Linked DNA regions of Mus musculus: region 2 is linked to region 1. Evidence: chromatin contacts called from public Micro-C data. All regions are on one chromosome and are shown on one strand. Each heading gives the region's core, a stretch centred on a gene start, on an enhancer-like site or on the middle of the called end of the contact. The rest is flanking DNA. Distances are from core to core; before and after follow the strand shown. Region 1 has its middle 88 kb from the start of 1700042G15Rik. Region 2 overlaps Pakap (paralemmin A kinase anchor protein).

Evidence for each region. A called contact is a pair of places that touch in the nucleus more often than the background predicts.
Region 2: a Micro-C map of the HL-1 cell line shows a contact between it and region 1, with 2.0 times the contacts expected there. The contact joins two enhancer-like sites. A contact is called at or near these places in 2 of 484 Hi-C or Micro-C datasets (the HL-1 cell line and myocytes) and 1 of 9 other capture datasets (adipose tissue).

What each region holds. Positions count from the first base shown.
Region 1 is chr4:57,449,778-57,455,540 of GRCm38.p6, reverse strand. It overlaps a transcript of Pakap not described here. Among named protein-coding and RNA genes, the nearest start is that of 1700042G15Rik, 88 kb to the right of the region's middle. Within about 2 kb of position 3,485, at least 13 of the 459 cell types and tissues checked have an H3K27ac peak or open chromatin away from gene starts, as enhancers often do. A contact at or near this core is called in the HL-1 cell line, where this site is marked.
Region 2 is chr4:57,781,900-57,786,933 of GRCm38.p6, reverse strand. All of the region lies in intron 7 of Pakap (paralemmin A kinase anchor protein), which reads right to left. Among named protein-coding and RNA genes, the nearest start is that of Gm35099, 29 kb to the right of the region's middle. Within about 2 kb of position 3,628, at least 213 of the 459 cell types and tissues checked have an H3K27ac peak or open chromatin away from gene starts, as enhancers often do. A contact at or near this core is called in the HL-1 cell line, where this site is marked.

The sequences.
Region 1 (5,763 bases), core at 2,236-4,735:
TCCTAGAACTTTTTTAAATGGGAAAAGGGGGGATATTTTTGATGTTTTTTAAAAAGGTATTTAGGGGAGCCTCTTTTATGGAAATGGATATAAGGATAAAGGTCAAACTTATTGAATAGAAAAGATTAATTTTTTTATTAATCAGTTTGAATCTTATCTCTGTCTCTACATCGCTTAGACTGCCATCATTTAGAATAGCGAAAGGATCTCAATTGCCATGGAGACTCCCTAATTTAATTCCTTAATCTTCTTGAACATCATTCAGAGGACCAAGCCCTTCCCAGACATTAGCATCTGGGTGTCCATTAAGTGACTCAAACTTTCTTATTCTAAGCCCTACGTGCTTCTCCCTCCCAAGCCTAGTTCTTCTTTTAGTAAATAGCATTTTATTTGCCTACAGATTAAGCCAAAATGCCTTGGCCCCATTTATGAGACCTCTTCTACTATCATCAGAACCTGCCAAGGCCACCCCAAAACTACTCTACAATCTAGTTTTAGTTAGAGTTTCTATAGTTGTGATGAAACACCATGCCAAGCAACTTGGGAAGAATGGGCTTACTTGTCTTATAGTTCCATGTTTTAGTCCACTATTGAAGGAAGCTAGGACAGGAACTGGAAGGCAGGAGCTGAGGCAGAGGCTATGGAGATGCTCTGCTTACTGGCTTGCTCACTCTGGCTAGCTCAGCTTGCTGTCTTATAGAACCCAGAACCACCAGTGCAGGGATGGTCCCACCCACAACGGACTGGTCCCTCCCACATCAATCACTGATTAATAAAATGCCTTAAAGGCTTGCCTACAGCCCCATCTTATGGAAGCATTCTTTTTTGGAGAGGCATCTTTTTTTAACTTTTTGACTCTGTGAGTTTCACATCATGTAAGCGAATCCCACTCATCTTCCCATCCCTTCATATCTGCCCTCCATTTTTGCAACCTCCTCCTCAATCCCCAAAAAGGAAATAAAGAAGATTTTTTTTTAAAATCTTGTTATGGAAGCTGTAGTGTCTCACACAGCATACTCTTTTGTCTACACATCTTTACTTGCAAATGTTCATTGTAATGAGTCTGGTTCAAGGCTCTGGTTTCTGCTACTCTATCAATACTGGATCCTCTCTGGGACTCCTCTAAAATATTCTGTTGTTGCCTTGTGTCATGGGAATCCTGCATTTTTGTATCTGCAGGACTGATCCCTTCATATTCTCCAGCACTTCATAGATTGGGTAGCTGTTGGGGTGGGCCAACTCAAAGCCCCGGATCTAGACCTGGGTGGTAGCTGAGTTCACCAGCCTGCCAGATCTCCTGCATCCACATCACCAGTGTTTTTTCCTGAACTGACCAGGCTAGCTCACCTGATGCCTCAGCCTGCAAGGGGCAGGGCTAGCTCTCCCTCAGGGCTGGCCTCCTCTCACCCATGTCAACAGGGCCAGCTCTACTGCACTGCCCAGTGGCAGGGCAGGCTGCTCCCTCAAGTGCTGCAGCCAGAGGGGCAAGGAAGGGAGATGATCTCTCCCTCACCCATGCCTCCACACAACAGAGGAATTGCAGGGCCAACTCTCCTGTGCTCATATCCCCAGGGCCAGCTCACCCTGCCCCCAACACCAGGGTCAGCTCGACTGTGCCACCCAGGCAAGGTGCATGGCCTGCTCTCTTGAACGATGTATGGAAGCATTTTTAAATGACATTCCCTCCTCTAAATGACTTCAGCTTATGTCAAGTTGACATACACTAAGCAGCACAGCACACAAGCACATCACTGTTGAGCCACAACCTTTCTTGTCCCATTCACCCCCAAGATCACACGTTACTACGAACATTACAATATAAAACATTTCAAGCTTTAAAAATCCCAATCTTTAAAATTTCATACAAAAAGGTCGAAGTCTCCTTTTTTCTTTTTTCTTTTTTCTTTTTTTTTTTTTTTTTTTTTTTGGTTTTGGTTTTGGTTTTTCGAGACAGGGTTTCTCTGTGCAGCCCTGGCTATTCTGGAACTCACTCTGTAGACCAGGCTGGCCTCGAACTCAGAAATCCGCCTGCCTCTGCCTTCCAAGTGCTGGGATTAAAGGTGTGAGCCACCACACCCGGCAAGGTTGAAGTCTCTTAAAATACCCAAATTCTGTTTTGAAATCCAAAGAATTTGTAAAATTCCAAAATTTCTTTAAAAGTTAAAAATCTCTCAACTATGGGCTGCTGTAAAATAATAAGTATCTTAAATGCTTTCTTACTCCAAAGAGGAAGAACCAGGAGGGCAGCTACAACCTCAACAAAGCAAAACCAAACTCCAACTGTGTAAATAACAAAATGTCTAATGGGCTCAGGTCACTTCTCTGGCTCTACAGCACACACAGCTTGTCTTCTGAGCTCAGGCCGGCTCCACTCCACCGCTGCAGCTCTTCTTGATGATCATCCTATGGTATTGGCATCTCCAAATGCTGGGGTCTTCCGCTGCAATTGGGTTTCACCAATTCCGCTGCAATTGGGTTTCACCAATAACCTCTCCTGGGCTTGCTTCATGGTGCCAAGCCTTAGCTGCTCTCCGTGACCCCTCTATGCCTTCACCAACAATACCGCCTGGTTGAGTCTTGCACATTACAAAGTTCAGCTGCCAGCATGAAGGCCAACCTTGGCTGTGTCTGAGACAAAGCTTATCATCTTAATGATGTTGGTCTCTTACTCAGAGCTGAGTCTTCAGCCCCAGCTCATCCATATCCATTGTCCCAGCAAACCACGGGTTTGTGTTTCTGGTATCTTGTTAACCACAGCAGATTCTTCAGCCCCAGCTAACCAGAACTACAGAGTCTTCAGGCAAATGACCTGGTAGAGTCTTTGCATTCCTCTGCAACCTCACAAGCCAGGCCTCCATGTTCGGCACGGCTCTCAACAGTCTTACCATCCAAGCTCCTACAGAATAGCCCAGAGCTCTCAACACTCAATGGCTTTTCTAGCCCAAAGTTCCAAAGTCCTTCCACAACCCTCCAAAACAACATAGTCAGGCCTATCACAGCAACTTCCCATGATTCTGATACCAATTTCTGTTTCTTTTAGGGTTGCTACTGTGGTGATGAAACACCATGGACAAAGCAATCTGAGGCAGGAAAGGGTTTACTTAGCTTACGCTTCCACATCTTAGTCCATCATTAAAGGAAGTCAGGGCAGAGACTCAAGCAGGGAAGGGACCTAGAGGCCTGGGAGGAGTGCTGCTTCCTGGCTTGTCCTCCTGGCTTGCTCAGCCTGCTTTCTTATAGAACCAAGACCATCAGCCCAGAGGTAGTACCACCTTCCTCCCCTGGGCCCTCCTCCATCAGTCACTAATTAAGAAAATGCCCTACAGGCTTGCCTACAGCCCAATCTTATGAAGGCATTTTCTCACATGAAAGTCCCTTCCTTTGAGATTACTTTAGCTTGTAGCGTAAAACTAGCCAGCACAAAGCTCAGTCTTTTATGACAGTCCAAGTGTGACCCTTTGCGGTGACCTCTACTGCCACCTCCTGGTTGCCAGATAGTGTCACTTATATTCTGACTTCCTGAGACCCACAGAAAATTGCTGGTGAACAGGCTGAGCTCTGCATCTAGAATTAGTCCTGTTCATGGGCGACTCCAAACTGTCAGTCCCCTGCCCCCCATCCCAGTCCCCTAAAATCTATTTGGTGCACTAACTCCCCTGATAGGTCAACTTCCCTCTCCCTCTTTCTGCCCATTTCTTCCTACTTGGATTCACTTACTCCTCCCAAGACCCTTGGTTGATCACAAAGACACACACACACACACACACACACACATACACACACGCACACCATGCTAAGCCACTGGCTAATTTTTCACAAGCAACAAACACTTTCTTCTCAACTCAGAGATGCAATGGTTTAGAAAACACGAGCATTCTCCTTTCCTCAAGAAAAAAAAAAAGTGGGAGAAGGAATAAAGAAATCTATCATAGTATTTCACAGCCCAGATGAAAGGCCCCAGCTAGTGGGTAAAGCAGGGAAGAGTCAAGAATTTCGAATGACAAATGTCTGAGTTTTTTCCTAAAGCTGAAGTCGTCTCAGAGTGTTGGAAAAAAAAACTGTGTGAGTGGTGGGCTGTTGCGCGCGCCCAACAGGCCAGGAAGAACGACGCTGCTACAGGATCCTTCTGCACACATTTATTCAGTCCTGTTTCTTCTTTCTCCATATATCTCCCTTGTTTATATCTTCCTTGTTTATATCTCCCTTGTTTTTATATCTCCCTTGTTTTTATATCTCCCCTGTTTATATCTCCCTTGTTTTTATATCTCCCTTGTTTTTATATCTCCCTTGTTTTTATATCTCCCTTGTTTATATCTCCCTTGTTTTTATATCTCCCTTGTTTATATATCTCCCCTGTTTATATCTCCCCTGTTTATATCTCCCTTGTTTATATATCTCCCTTGTTTTTATATCTCCCTTGTTTTTATATCTCCCTTGTTTATATATCTCCCTTGTTTTTATATCTCCCCCGAACCCTGGGCCTCTCACTCTTTTATACTCTCAGTTCCCATCCACGCACAGCAGGCCACGCCACCTCACCAGGCACGCAGCTTCAGCTAATCAGGGCAGCAGGGGCAAATCTCCACCAAATTGGATTCACCTGTATCCTGGTACACCTGCGCAGCACTCAAGATGTTTGTGTCTTATATGAGGAAGTCAGGTGCAAGTCATATGACTTAGCTGCAGTCCCTGGCGCCTTTGGGACTGCCGCCACACCCGCTCCCCACAATTCCCCCTTTTTTCTTTTTTGGCAGAGAGAATGTCTGTAGAAAGCCCCCCGCAGCCATGCCCCTTACCCGTCCTTGGGTGACAAACAGCATTGGTTTGATCCCTGTCTTAGGTTGGTGACATGCCCAGGGAGTCTTATCACTGACTACCTCTCAATCATGCCAAGCCACTCCTGGGGAGATTGTGTTTTGCTTGCAGCAGGTGCATCAAAAGGCCAGGATGTTACTTAACCTATGGCCAGATCTTAATTGCTGCAAGCAAGCCTCATGGGTGAAGGTAGAGGTCTGATCCCCAGTGTGCAAGCATAGGGGCCCTACACAAAACCATCCCTTAGGCTCATCACCCAGAGAGGTCTTGGCCAGCTCCTGTGTCGTTTTTCCTGGGGGAAGGGAACTAGGACACTGAACCTTCATGCAATCAGACGTGCCTTCCACAGGATGCCAACAGCAAGCTATCCTCTGTGCAGTGCTTAGCCTCGCAACCCATGGCATAACGCAGCATAATTTCTTTTAGAGCGGCAAACCGAATCTGAGGAGATTGTCCCGCCTCCACTGCAGCAAAAGCCTACGCTACCATGGCGAAAGTGCGGACCCGCACACTCTGCACCTAACACATGTGCCAAACACAAAACACACACACACTATAACAAGCATACATCCCAGGGCTCTCATCCCTGCTCATCTTCCCTGAAGCAAGGGATAGATAGCCAGAGGGGCTATCTCTTTAAGGGAAATTCAGGGATCAAAAAGCGTGGAAAAATTTGAATGTCATGTCGAGCTGGTATTGGCGCTTCTGGAACACCGAAAGGATCTCTCATCTCGGCTCCATCCTTTGTGCTTGTGGGATCATCCACCACATCCACAGGGGCAACTGGATCAGGAGCCTCATTCTTGTAGCGTCTCACCAATCTCTCCGGCACCCAAAGAGGTTCCGTCTGGTCCATGAACTTACCCTGCCGGCAACCACTGACTGCTGAAAGTTCTGAACTCGGTGGGGGAGTCGGTTCCCCGTACAGGCCACCAATTGTCGCGTCCG
Region 2 (5,034 bases), core at 2,379-4,878, 330 kb before region 1:
ACTGACTGCTCTTCCAGAGGTCCTGAGTTCAATTCCTAGCAACCACATGGTGGCTCACAACCATCTGTAATGAGATCTGATGCCCCCTTCGGGTGTGTCTGAAGACAGCTACAGTGTATTCATATACATAAAGTAAATAAATCTTTTAAAAAAGAAAAAAATATATATTATAATAAGCTGTCTTTTGTAATGTGTAAGAATTAACTCTAAATTAATTCTTCTGTTACATTCTCTTCATTAAGGTACTGCAAGACAATCCATGCGAACATCACACTGCAAAACTGTCCACAGTCGACTACAAAGCGGACATTATCTAGGCTTCTCAGGTTTTCCCTAAAACATTTTTACTCCAACTCCCATTTAAAATTGTCACCGTATGGAATGATGATCTCTTGGCCTTAGTCACTGGAGTTACTTCCCTGAGTCTCCTGTGGTCCTTTGGAAAAGAGAGCACCATCTGCATATCAATCCATCGATCGCACTGTGGGTCAGTGAGTGAACTTAAAGCCAAGATTTCAAGATTTGTGGCTACTCAAAGTGAAAGTAAAGATGTGTAAGAAAGGGTGACACATACGTGACACATTCATGACACATGTGTGACACACTACAGTTTCCATGACAAGAGACTTTTGTTTTTTGTTTATTCTATCTTATTTTATTTTCTTTGCGTGTGGGAAGGGGACTTGCAAGGGTGGGGCGGGGAGATGTGGATACAAAGGGAAGGGGTGATGAGTGGGATGAGGGTGCACAGTATGAAATTCACACAAAAAAATCAATAAAAAGATTAAGAAAGAAAGAGAGAGAGAAAGGAAGAGAGAGAAAGAGGGAAAGGAAGGAAGGAAGGAAGAGAGAGAGAGAAAGGAAGGAAGGAAGGAAGGAAGGAAGGAAGGAAGAGAGAAAGAGAGAGAGAGTGAGAGAGAGTGAGTGTCAGAGTCAATGCAGAGCCAGCACCAGGACAGTGACTTGAAGAGTAAGTGGGAGAGGAGGGGACAAGACGCCAGACAAAGCACACACCACCAAGTGAAAAGGACAGGCACCAGAGGCAGGCACCGGGCTCAGAAAATCTCCACAGTCATCTTCTCTATCAGTGCAAACGAGGGAAGTGAATGAGAGACAGGACAGTTACTGGCACCTTAAAAAACAATAAAACAAAACAAAACAAAAAATTCTGTAATGCCAGGACTCCAGTGACCCAGGGAAGGCTTCCAAGATTCTATCTCAAAATTCTAAAATAAAACAAAATCACTCTTCATGTATAAAAGACAATTCGGTTGTTAATCTTTATGCTAGTGGCTAGGTTTTCATTCATTCATTCATTCATTAAAAATAATAACAAAATAAAATACAATAAGATAAAACAAAGACTACCACATTGAAGTTGGACAACATAAACCAACAGAGGGAAAAGAGCCCAAAAGAAGGCACAGGTATCAGACCCACTTGCTGACACATTCAAGAATCTCATAAAAACATTGAACTACGTATAAGCGCATGGGCCCTGGTGCAGGCCCGGTGCATGCTGCTTCAGTCTTTGGGCGTTCCTACGAGCTTTGCTCGTGTTAATTTAGAGGGCTCTACATTCTTGATGTCCTCCATCCTCTCTGGAGACATTACACTCTTTCTCTCTCCTCTTTCTTCGAGTTCCCTATCTCTGAGGGAAGGAATTTGGTAGAGACATCCCATTTAGGGCTGAGTGTTCCAAGATTTCACTCTCTGCTTAATGTCTGGCTGAGGGTCATTGTATCTGCTCCCATCTGCTGCAGAAGGAAGCATCTTTGTAGACTGCTGAGCAATAAACTATGAGCACACAGGATGTCGTTAGGCATCTTTTTTAAAAACCCTCTCTTTCTTGCTTGCTTTCGCTTTATAGAAAATCTGCCTTTGGGTGTTGGGTTTGTAAGCATAAACAAAACATTTCCTATCAAAACTTACTAAAATTGTTGAACTCCATACATACATTAAGCAGTCTCTTCCAAGTACCAGTGGCTGGCACAGAACCCATCCAGTTATCTAATCACATCGGTGACTCTTGTTTTTCACATCAAAGAAACAGTCATTCTAGGAGCCGACTGGGGTCACAGCATCAGTTCTGCTAACATTGTAATATGTGGAAATGTATTTCAAGCAAGGAACCAGACAGCAAACAGCAATGCTCCTGTTCCAACTATTAAAAATCTCTTAACCCAACCTTCATCCAAATTCAATTTCACCTTTATTTAAACTTCTCATTACCCTAGTAAGCAGAGGTGACTAATGACAACTGTGATAGAAATCTGGGCCATGAGTATTTTAAGAGCCCATTAATTTTCATTTTAAAAAATGTGTGGTTGGCGACTTTTTGAGACAGGGTCTCTCTCTCTGTCGCCCTGGCTGACCTGAGACTCACTATGTAAAGCAGGCTGCCCTCATCCTCACAGAAATCTATCTACTTCTGAGTGTTGTCATTAAAGGCATACGCCCCGCCCCCCTCCCCAAGATAGGGTCAATTCTGTAGCTCAGGCTGACCTGGAACTCAAAGTCCTTTGGCAAGCCTCCTGTTTCTGCTTCTACTATACTGAGAGGACAGGCCTGAGCCAGTATTCCCTACAAAAGCCCACTGACTCTATGAGGATAGCACACAACATCAGCAACAACTAGAAGGTCCACAGTGCTAATGGGTTAGCCCTATAATAAAATATTGAATGTTAGAGAAATACAACAACCAGCCCGGGTCATTTGATCAGTAAGTTAAGACAGCCTGCTTCACCTTACTCACTGGAGATCCTCGGGCTACTGGGTCAGAACAAACCACTTATGAAAGTTAAATGAATTCTGACAACACCACTCCGCACTCCGCAGGCAGAAAACACCGCCAACTGTCATGCCAGAGCTATGAGATAATGGGGATTTCAAAATGTTTGTCCTACTCAAAGACCAGCCAAGCTGTTCGTGATTGCACCTCAGCATCCCAGAAACCAGACAGAACTCCATGGTGCAGAACTCTGACTGGGGCAGAGATGGAGACCTAGACAGGTGCTCCTGGGCCACGGCTAACTCGGGGTGGGAGTGGGGACATGTTCCACAGGACTCTTGAGGTTCCCCCTTCCAAGGGAGAGGATTCTCATTTTCTCTCTCTCTCTCCCTCCCTCCCCCCCCCCTCTTTTAAAGAAAAGGATCAAAAACAGAGTGGAGAGCAAGCAGTAGAATCAGAACATGAACATCTGTGTTAAAAGTAATCAATTCCTTCCCATAATACTATAAAATCTAGTTGGTCAAAACCGGGAATGCCGCCAGACTTAGAGAAAGAAAGGATGTTTGGTTAAAATGGAAATGCTGCCAGGAAGGCAAGAGTGATGCTTAAGTGAATTCAGAGCAAAGGCAAGCCGGTTCCCCAGGCGTGTTGATGGCAGGTGCATAGCATATATATCTCTTCAGCCTCCAGGCGCCTGTGAGCACGCGCTGAGACAAAAAGAGCTTCCAGAGAGAAGTAAAACTTGTTCATGGACTCAAAAGATACAATACGGCACATAAAATCAATTTTTCAAAGGCAAACGCCAGTAGTAAATTTGCTGGATTATAGCCACTGGGCTTGGAATGGACACGGGGGAAGGTGCTGATTTGTCAAAGTCCCCAGTATGCAATCTCTGGGGACAAACGCTACCGGGTCTGAGGAGAGAACCCACTGTCATCCTTTTCACACATGCTTGGGATGATGGATTGTCGGGCCTAGTGAGTAGTAGTGTGTTCATCTGTGCTGTGTAGCTCGGCGACCCAGCTGCTAGCCCAGCCCGGTTGGCTCATCACTGGCTGCTCCGACCCTCACCCGCTCTCATCCGGCCACCTGCGCCACTGCTCTCCAGTGAGGGTTCCCGTTCTCACGGGCTTCGTTTCGGTCTCTTCTAATCCACTGGCTTTCTCTAGAATTTCCCAGGGCTGCCAGAGTCTCTCCGCTCTTATCTTTGCCAGCGTGCCTCCTCTACGGACTTTAAAGGTGGCACTTTCCTCTGCGACCTGCTCCTAAAATTCCCCTCAAAGTATTCGCAGATTCTCAACCGGGCTTCACTGGAGATGAAACCCCAGTTCGAACTCCTCAATGCCGAGCCTCAGGACAGACGATCCTGCTCACCTCGAGCCCCCACCCTCCAACCTTCCTGACCTTCAGAACCGTTGCTTCCTCCATCAGCTAAGAAGTTCAGCAGCCTAGACTCCAGTCCAAAAGTGCTCCGGCTGAGCACCCTAGGCCTCAGTTTCCTTGCAAAGCTATAGACTTCTAAAGATGCCGCCAGCACTGCCACCCCAGCAGGCAGGAGTTTTTGGCTAACTGACCTCGGTGGCTTCGTCTACCTCTACTGGCTCTTTTGCACAGCCACATTTGATTTCACCGTTTTTCCTGTATATCTCGGCGGAAGGTGGGGCTGTTTATTTTTTAAAGCATATGTAAGTATTGAATAAGCCCGGCCATGCCCTAAACCTAAAAAATTCAAAGGCATAAGGACCTTTCTAGCTCGAATAGCTTCCCAGACAGGATCCACTAGACACAGACTTGAAGACCCTCACAATCCACCTTTTCCCAGTGCCGGAGAGCGCTCTAGCCCGAGTTCCGAACCGCCACGCCCCAACTTGAACACCCACCTCTAGGCGCCAGTTCCGAGGGCGCAGTACTCCGGCTCCGCTCCAGCGTGGTGCGGCTGCCGCCTGCTGCTCCCAACGTCCAGGGAAAGGCGCGGCACAGCCCCAACCTGGGGCCAGCGCATCTGCCAAGAGCAGCAGCCTCTGGGCTCGCCTGGCACCCGGGAGCCCCGCCCACCCATCCGGGCCCGCCCCACTCCAGGCCGGTGGTCCGCCCTCCGTTTTCATTGCTCCTCCCCATCCACCCATACCTCCTCTTGGTAGCTGGAACAGAACATGAGCCCTAAGAAATGGTGAATGAATGCATGTATGTATGTATGCCTGCATGAATGAATGGAGAAACCGAAGTGATGGGAGAGGTGGCAAGAGAATGTTTCCTAACTGGGGAGGGCGCCGCGTGTCTGAGTTAGTGCATGGGTGGGTGTC